Linked DNA regions of Sus scrofa: regions 1 and 3 are each linked to region 2. The links are chromatin contacts, called in public HiChIP or PLAC-seq maps. All regions are on one chromosome and are shown on one strand. The core of a region is the stretch at or near the end of the contact, and the rest is flanking DNA. Distances in the headings are between cores, read along the strand shown. Region 1 holds the start of ABI1 (abl interactor 1). Region 2 holds the start of LOC100736825 (protein transport protein SEC31-like). Region 3 holds the start of ACBD5 (acyl-CoA-binding domain-containing protein 5).

What was found. HiChIP or PLAC-seq counts read pairs in DNA pulled down with a chosen protein or histone mark.
Region 1: an H3K27ac HiChIP or PLAC-seq map of alveolar macrophages shows a contact between it and region 2. The contact joins the promoter of ABI1 here to the promoter of LOC100736825 in region 2.
Region 3: an H3K27ac HiChIP or PLAC-seq map of alveolar macrophages shows a contact between it and region 2. The contact joins the promoter of ACBD5 here to the promoter of LOC100736825 in region 2. A contact is called at or near these places in 1 of 47 Hi-C or Micro-C datasets (liver) and 1 of 2 datasets of contacts at active chromatin or transcription factors (alveolar macrophages).

Annotation. Positions count from the first base shown.
Region 1 is chr10:48,938,108-48,940,911 of Sscrofa11.1, reverse strand. It overlaps ABI1 (abl interactor 1), which reads right to left and starts at 1,505. Exons shown (of 9, transcript XM_021064900.1): 1 at 1,187-1,505. The coding sequence starts at 1,303.
Region 2 is chr10:48,582,909-48,585,770 of Sscrofa11.1, reverse strand. LOC100736825 (protein transport protein SEC31-like) reads right to left here and starts at 1,437. Exons shown (of 3, transcript XM_021064282.1): 1 at 1,200-1,437. The coding sequence starts at 1,437. It also overlaps a transcript of OPTN not described here.
Region 3 is chr10:48,921,042-48,923,847 of Sscrofa11.1, reverse strand. ACBD5 (acyl-CoA-binding domain-containing protein 5) reads left to right here and starts at 1,471. Exons shown (of 14, transcript XM_013980249.2): 1 at 1,471-1,608.

The DNA of each region.
Region 1 (2,804 bases), core at 256-2,755, 360 kb before region 2:
TTGAAAAATGTTAGTTTACCGCAATTAAAGATCTACAAAGCAAACCACCACAACATAATTCACTTTCAATCATTAAAATAAAAGCAAACAAGCAACCACCTATCATAGATAAAGGTCCAAGAATTTTCGAAAACATTCAACAATAACGTATTTGTCGTTATGGTTCTAAGACTAAATGTTCAGTAATCTACTGAGATTCATTCTACACAAGTACTTAGGATGGAAAGAGAGAAACCTCAGGAAAAAAAACAGCAACCGGCGATTACACCATTCTATTTTAAGTTACTTAGGAAGCTAGCAGTTCAAGAACTTTTGAGGAAGAGAGAGTATTTAAGCCATTTTTCCAAGTAGTTAAGAATAATTTGTTTCAAGCTAACGATCGCCCTAACAATCTCTAGAATATATTACGGTGGGGCGGAAGTGAAAATGATGAGAGGGAAAAAAACCCGACTTGAAAATGGACAGGCAGGCAGATTTACAAACCTTCAATTAAAGGAATTTGGAGATTAACTTCTACTCCCTCCCTCGCTCCCCACTCGCTTCCTCCTCTCCTCGGGGAGGTCTCTGTGATGTGACTCACGACCAATTTTTTAAAAAATAAATAAATAAAAGACACACCCTCTGGGCTAAACTGACATAATCGCCCCCACCCCACCCTCCCCCGACACACACACCCCGCTTTTCCTCTCTCTCCTGCCGCTCCGCCCCGCGCCTCGTCCCGGCCCTTTGCTCTCCCCTTGCTCGACCGGTCCGAGACCCCTGGGCCGGCAGAGAGGCGGCAGGGCTCTAGGGGGACTCCGGGGCGAAAGCCCGGCGGGTGGAGGGCTGCCGGGGGGAAGCGCGACTCCGGGGGCTGAGCCCGCGGGGAGGCGGGCGGCAGGGGGGCGCCGGGCTGCGACGGCCGCGAGCTCCGGGCTCCCTCGCCCATTTTCTCTCTCCGCTTCTATGGGTTTCAACCACCACAGCCACTTCCTGTATCGCAGCCCGACTCCCCAAACCCGGCCACTTGCTGTCGCCCCGGCTGAGGCTGGGGTTGAGGTTGGCGCTGGGGTTGGGGTTGGGGTTGGGGCTGCCGCTAAGGTTAGGGCAATTCCCCACCCCTCCCAGTGGGCTGGTCACCCAGGCGGCCGCCGGCGGGTCCTTGGCCCGGCCGGCCAGCGCCCGCCCGCGCGACCGCGCTCCTCACCTGTATGTAGTTGTTTTCACAGTAGTCCGCCACCCGGGTCAGGTTCTGGTAACTCTCTATCAGCGCCCTCTTGCCAGACGGGATCTCCTCCTCTAGTAACATCTGCAGCTCTGCCATTTTCCACCCCTCTGCATCGCTTCCTCTCGCGTTAAAGAGACAGAGGCAGCAAGGTCTGCGGAGACGCCGAGCACCTCACAGCCCGGATACAAACCGCCTGCCCGCCCTCCCGCCTGGTATTGTGGGACGGAACCTCCTCCTCTTCCTCCTCACTCTCTCCACCCGCCTCCACCCACTTCACGCAGCCGCCTCAACCTCTTTTCTCGCGAGCCTTCCTGTCTTTCCCGCCCCCTTCCCGCAACCATGGAAATTTTTTCCTTTGGCATGGCCTTCTGGGAATTGTAGTCTCTTGCAGACGTGGCTGCCCATCAGAAGCGCATGCGTTCAGGGAGCCTCCGAAAAAGAACGAGGAGGAGCATATTTAAAGAACTTGGAATGAGGGTGGTGGTTTAAGTTTCTAGTCTCTTGACGGGTCCGGCAGATGGCGCCGCAGAGTGATACTAGAGAATAAAACCCGGTCCCCGAGAAAGCTGTAATACTTGGTAGAACTTAACTAGGAAATGCCTGTGAATCAGAGATATCAATCTGATAAGGTTTAAAAAGGACTGGAATAAGGATATTCCAGATCTTTACTTCCTCTGTCTTTTTAGAGATAACTCCACTCAGGCTTTATTTTCTAAACTTCTGCCGCCCTCAGTTTACTTAAAATTTAACTTGCCCTTGTTATTGCCAGCTCTACACCAAGCAATGGACTGGGGGTGCAAGTTGAGTAAAGGATACTCGCTCAGTGGGTTAAGGATCTGGCATTGCAGTAAGCTGTGGTGTAGGCCCGAGGCAATAGCACTGATTTGACCCCTAGGCTGGGAACTTCCATATGCCACAGGTGCAGCCCTAAAAAGACCAAAAAATATATATATATATATATTAATATTGAGATTTCCCATTGTGCCTAGCAGATTAAAACCTGAAATAATGTCTGTGAGGATGAGGATTTTATCCCTGGCCTTGCTCAGTGGGTTAAGGATCTGGCATTGTTGCAAATTGCAGCATAGGTCACAAATGCAATTCATATCTGGTGTTGTTGTGTCAGTGGCATAGGCCAGCAGCTGCAGCTTCAATTCAACCCCTAGCCCAGGAACTTCCATATGCTGAGAGTGTGGCCCTAAAAAGAAAAGAAGAAATAAAAAGAAAGCCATGACACATACTTATGACAGAGGACCTGTATCTGGAATATATTAAAAAAAAAAAAAAAAAACTCCTCCAAGTCAATAAAAAAAAGACAGACAGGAGTCCCTGCTGTGATGTGGTGGAAACAAGTCTGACTAGTATCCATGAGGATTCAAGTTTGATCTCTGGCCTTGCTCAGTGGGTCAGGGATCTGGTGTTGCCTTGAGCTGTGGTGTAGGTTGAAAGAGGGACTCAGATCCTAGGTTGCTGTGGCTGTTGCATAGGCCAGCTGCTGCACCTCTGACTTGACCCTTAGCTTAGGAACTTCCATATGCCTCAGGTGAGGCCCTAAAAAGAAAAAAAAAAAAAAAGACAGACAATTCAATTAGAAAAT
Region 2 (2,862 bases), core at 188-2,687:
CTTGAGAGAACACCAGCTTCCATCCCTCTTCCACTTGTGGATGGGGGAGGGGAAAGCACCCTTCCTCCTAACTGCTATGAAAATCTCTCACCCCACCTGGGCTCTCAGCCCTCTCCCGCCAGGACACCTGCAGTAGATGATGTATTTACTGAGAATGAGCCTTCTCAAAAGACAAGAAAGGTTGGCCTTTCAAGAATCCTGCAAAATATACTTGGCGATAGGAAACACAAGGGGATCAGCCATTTCTCCAAATAAAGGGGGTATGTCAAGAGGGGGCACCGAAAGCATGAAACCAATGAGCATCTCACTAAATAGCCTCCCACACTGCTTTGCATTCACCTACCGCAAAACCACATCAGTGAACAGCGGGGAAGCATGTTATAATTTCAGTGTTCTTAGCTGCGCTGAGATTCTATCTAGTCATGGAAGCATCAGAGAGGACGGGGCACCACCCTCCTCCCCACCCCAACTCTTTAAGCTAAGCAGAGCTGGCTTTAACACTTGCTGTAAGAATAGCTACTAACCTGACATATCAGGCATTGTTCTGAGTGCTTCCGTGTGTTATCCCTTAATCCTCACAATGACGTTAAGAAGTAAGCTCTGTATATCCAAATCCTTTATTTAAAGTCTTCCGAGCAAGCTGTTTCAGAACGCAGAATTTTTTGGATTTTAGGAAGATATTAAGGTGCATGTAATTTATACACTTCCCCAAAAGGGTCTGAAACAGATTTCGTACAAACTAATTAAGGTGCCTTCAGGGAAACAAATAATCCCAAGTGATGGAAATTAACACTGTATACAACTTACTTTACATCGGTTTGGGTCAGGTTTTGCCACCAAATGAACTAAGAAAGGCTTTAGATTTTCAGGCTCTTGGAATTTTGGACTGTAATAGGCTCCACTTTACAGATAAAGAGAATGAGGCACCGCAAGATAGGTAACGTCCAAGGTCACATAGTTAAGAAGTGGTGAGAGGGCTCAAGCTTTCAGGACCAAGGGGGTCAGGAGAAAACCACCTCGACACACTTTCTGTACCAGAAACTACCCCACCCTAGACCTTTTCACCGCACAGCCAGCGGCTGCGTATGCCCTCCCCTCCTCACCCCATTCCTTCCCTGCTTAGAGCTTCTGTAGTACTCATTTTATCTCTCCTTAATGCGGTTTAAAATAGCGGAGGCGAGCCTGTAGCGTCAACTTACCCCAGGCACCCCTAACAATCGCAGGAGGAACGTTCAGGAATTGGGTCTGGGGCAGGTACTGACTTTTAGCCCTCCCAGCCCTGCGTAGGGGGTTAACTTCAGGGGGGTGTGGAGGGCCACGCACGAAGAGCTGGCCTGGAGCAGGAGGTCTCAAGAGAGGAGTCGAATCCTTCAGGAGACCAGGAGAGGGCGCGTCCGCCTTTTCCCGTTTGAATTTCTTTTCTTTCCCTTCCCCCATCCGTTTTTCTATCTAACTAGCGAGAAGCTTGTTTGCTCAATTACATGCTTGGTATCCAGCTGATGGGGGCTGTGTCAGCCCCTTCATTTGTAAACCAAGCTCTTCCCTCCTGTGATGTCCTTCCTGGTCTTCTGCAGAAAACTGCTCCCAGACCGTCTCTCCCACCTCCTAGGATCCCACCCTAATTTCTGTTTTCTTGTCTTGCACGAGGAGCTTGTTACCAGAAGAGCTTGCCACACTGGCTTGGCAGAGACCTTGACCTCGCGATCAGATGCCTTGTGTGTCCTGCGTCTGCTTCCTTGCTTATCCCTTTACGTTCTCGCGGTGCTTGGAATGCAGACTAAGGCGGCTCTCCCTTCCTCGTCTGGTTTTCTTCCTTTCTTTCCCTCCCTCCCTTCCTTTTTTCTTTTTTTTTTTTCAAGGCCGCACCCGCGGCATATGGAAGTTCCCAGGCTAGGGGCAGAGCTGTAACTGCCTGATTACGCCACAGCAACGCGGGATCCGAGCGGCATCTGGGACCTACTTCATAACTCATGGCAATGCCAGATCCTTGACCCACTGAGCAAGGCCAGAGATCCAACCCGCATCCTCATGCATACTAGTCGGAGTTATTGCTGAGCCACATGGGGGAACTCCCTTGATTTCTTTCTTTTCATTCTGTCTAGTCCATTCCAGATAAAATCCAGGTCAATCCAGCAATCTCACCTGCCTTGAGCACCTGGAGCATCCAGTTGTCAGCTGATGGCTTGTTCCCCGGGAACAAGAATCCGAGAAGCATCCTGCAGGCTTCCTGTTTTTATTTGATTATTTATATATATATATATTTTTTTTAGAGTTAAGTTTTATTTGGGTGAAGTTAGGACTTAGGCCCGAGAGACAGCATCTGAGAAACCGCTTGGAGGCTTTGTGTTTTTAATTAAAAGTCTATTTTAAGGACAAAACCCGGTGGAAAGCCATGCGTGCAAGGTTAACTATATCTAGATGTAAGGCCTTTAACAGAGATCTAGGCTTTGACCCAAGGATGCCTGAGACCATCGTCCCTCTCTTTCCGTGGGGCACAGCCCCCAGTGGCTCTGGACTTATATAGGGACCCCCCCCCGCAGCGAAGACCGACTCCTTACACTTCATTTAATTAGTAATTTATTTTAATCAAGGAAGAATGTCACGGTCGTCACACTGACACCTTGGGAGGGAGCTACGCTAATCATACCACCAACGCTTATTCACCTTGGCCAATCCGGCATTAACCAGGTCAGGGCCTAGAGTTGTAGGCTGGCTCATGGGAGAGAAGGGGTGGCGCGATCCGCTGGGGCCTATGCGGGGCGGGGCGTTTGGGAGAGAGACCTGAGGAGGGGCGCGGCCTGGCGAGGGGGCGGGGAGTTGGGGCGGGGCCTTAGGGAGGCGGGGCCCGGGAAATTCCCCCGC
Region 3 (2,806 bases), core at 222-2,721, 340 kb before region 2:
ACCTGCACCTCATGGTTCCTAGTCTGATTTGTTTCAGCTGCACCATGATGGGAACTCCTAGTGGGCCAATTCTTAATTAAAATATCTCTAGAAATATGTGATCAAGGACAATCATCTATTGTGGTGATCATAATACATATATCGAATCATGGAGTTCCCATCATGGCTCAGTGGTTAACGAATCTGACTAGGAACCATGAGGTTGAGAGTTCGATCCCTGGCCTTGCTCAGCGGGTTAGGGATCCAGCATTGCCGTGAGCTATGGTGTAGGTTGCAGATGCGGCTCAGATCCCGAGTTGCTGTGGCTCTGGCATAAGCTGGCGGCTACAGATCCAATTAGACCTCCAGCCTGGAAACCTAGATATGCTGAGGGAGTGACCCTAGAAATGGCAAAAAGACAAAAAAAAAAAAATTGAATCATTATGTTGTACACCTGAAACTATTGTTATATAGATATATATTGTACATCAATACATCTCAATTTTTTAAAAAAGAATGCTTCATAATAGGCACTGTGCTGAAAGTACTAAAAGCCATTAGTGTTCCATAAGATATATTTTAGGTGGAATTACAGGATTGCATAATTGGAAGGCACCTTAGGAACTGATTCAATCCATCATATGTCAATCATTATATGTCAGTAGGAATTACCACATCTAAACCAGCACTGCTAACTTCTTTACCTGAATAACCTCAATGTCCTTTCTCCTTATACTATTATCCTTGACTGTAAATCCATACTACCAGCAAACAGAAATACAACAGACATCACTGGCAGAAAAATTCTTATTCATCACTACCTAAAGACCAACATACTCTAAATTAGCTTATTATGAACAGTTGTCAAAATGAAGTCCTAGATGTGAAATAAATATCCAAACCTTTTTATAAGTATGCATAACTGAGTGAAATTGAAACGGATATATAACAAAAGAGCAAGAAAAGATTAGAGGAAGCAGCAGCTATTCAGCACATAACCTCCCCCTCGTTTGAATAAATTAGAAAAATTGTTAGTCTCTTACACTTTGGTGTCCCGCAAAAAGTCCAAGATTTAAAGCAAGGTTTTTTTGGATTGACTGACGCCTGGTTCAGCTACTCCTGTACTTACTACTACTTGACCTTGAGAAAATCAGTTAATATGATTTTCAATTTCCTCATTCGTAAACACCCTACAGGGTTTTTGGAATACATGTTACATGCCTGGCAAATATCAGGCACGCAGTAAGGCATAGTCTTTACTACCTGAAGGCAATATAACAGCACACGACCTCAAAGTTAATAAGCCTCAGGAGCAAGAAATGAGACGGATCTCCAGGACCTCTCTGAAAGACACCACGGAGGGTCTGTCCCTTTGGCTGAGGCGGATGTGGTATTTGGCAGGAGCTCAAAGGACGACGCAACAGGAAGGCGGGATTTCCGCCGCAACGGCTCCAGCGTCTGCCGGACCAAGGAACCAAACAGGAACAAGTGGGAGGAACGACCTCAGCTGGAGGCAGGTGTCCCGAAGCGTAGCGGAGCGGGGACTACATTTCCCACAAGTCCGCGGGGGCAGGGCGAGGGGCGGGCGTCGGGGACCTTACCGGACAGGTCTTGCCCGGCAATGCTAAGGTAAATGCCGGCACTGCGACTCCAAGGGAAAAGTAACTTAGAGCCTGCGCCTAAATTTGGACTAGTCACCCTCTAACCCATCCCGAACTGACGGAAGCGACCTGGCAATTTTGGGATTTCCAGGCCGCAGGACTCCGCCCCCAGAACCCGTAGCAGTGCCCCCTCGGTGGGCCTGGGGGCGCATCCTACATGCCTGAGGACGCGGGGCGCTGTGCTAGAAAGGTGAAGGCCCAGGATACCCCTTTCTAGGGTTGACGATCCGTACTGGTCCCCCGTTCGCCCCTCCCCCACGCCCTGTCGCCCATTAGGTCTGCCAGAAGCTGTACTGTGCCCGGCTTCCTGGGGCTAGATATCGCGGGTGGTGCAGGGGAAGGTGCTCTCTCTCCCCCAGCCCAGTCTAATTAGCCGGCGATCTCCCGTCTCCTTTGGTTGTTGCGCAGACGTCCTTGCCTTGGGGGCGGCTAAAGCTGTCAAAGACTGAGAGCCAAGCACGGCTAAACACTCCATCCAGCATCCCTAATCCTTTCATATACCCTTTAGGGTGATATAAAGATTGTCACTGGAGAGGCTAAGTAGCTTACCCTGGGTGACAGAACTAAAATGGCAGAACTTAAGTTTCGTAACAAGCCTCTGCGGATCTAAAGCTCTTAAGTCCCATCAGCTTTCTCAAACCCTAACCTCAGGAGCAGGCGCTGAAGACCAAAGTCATTTTTTTTTTTTTTGCCCAGCGGTACCACGCGCGCTGCAACCCCGCGTCGGCTACTCTGGCGCGGACCCAGCAATCCATTCTGTTTTAAACATCGAGCCCTGGGCTCTCCGCGGATCCACCTGACTGCTTTTATTTCCCCCCTTCTCCGGCCCTCCTCTGGGGACCTACAGTTCGCGTCATCTCGGTGGCCGCGGGGACGGTGGGTGGAGTTTACTGCGCAGCGGCGGCTGCAGCGAGTGGGTCCGGGGAGGGTTTGGGGCGGGGCCGCAGGGAGGGCGCGGACAGACAGACCGACCTCGCCGGGATGGGGGGTGTGGCTGCTCCACCAGGGTCCTGCGGGTGGGAGAGTGGCTCCGCCACCACCAGTGGCCGGGGCTCCTCTGACTCCTGCTAGAGATGCTCTTTCTCTCGGTGAGTTGTTTTTCTGTCTTGGAGGCCTGGCTCCCAGCCTTGGTCACGCCCCGGGGAGGAAGAAGGAGCCGGGCCTTA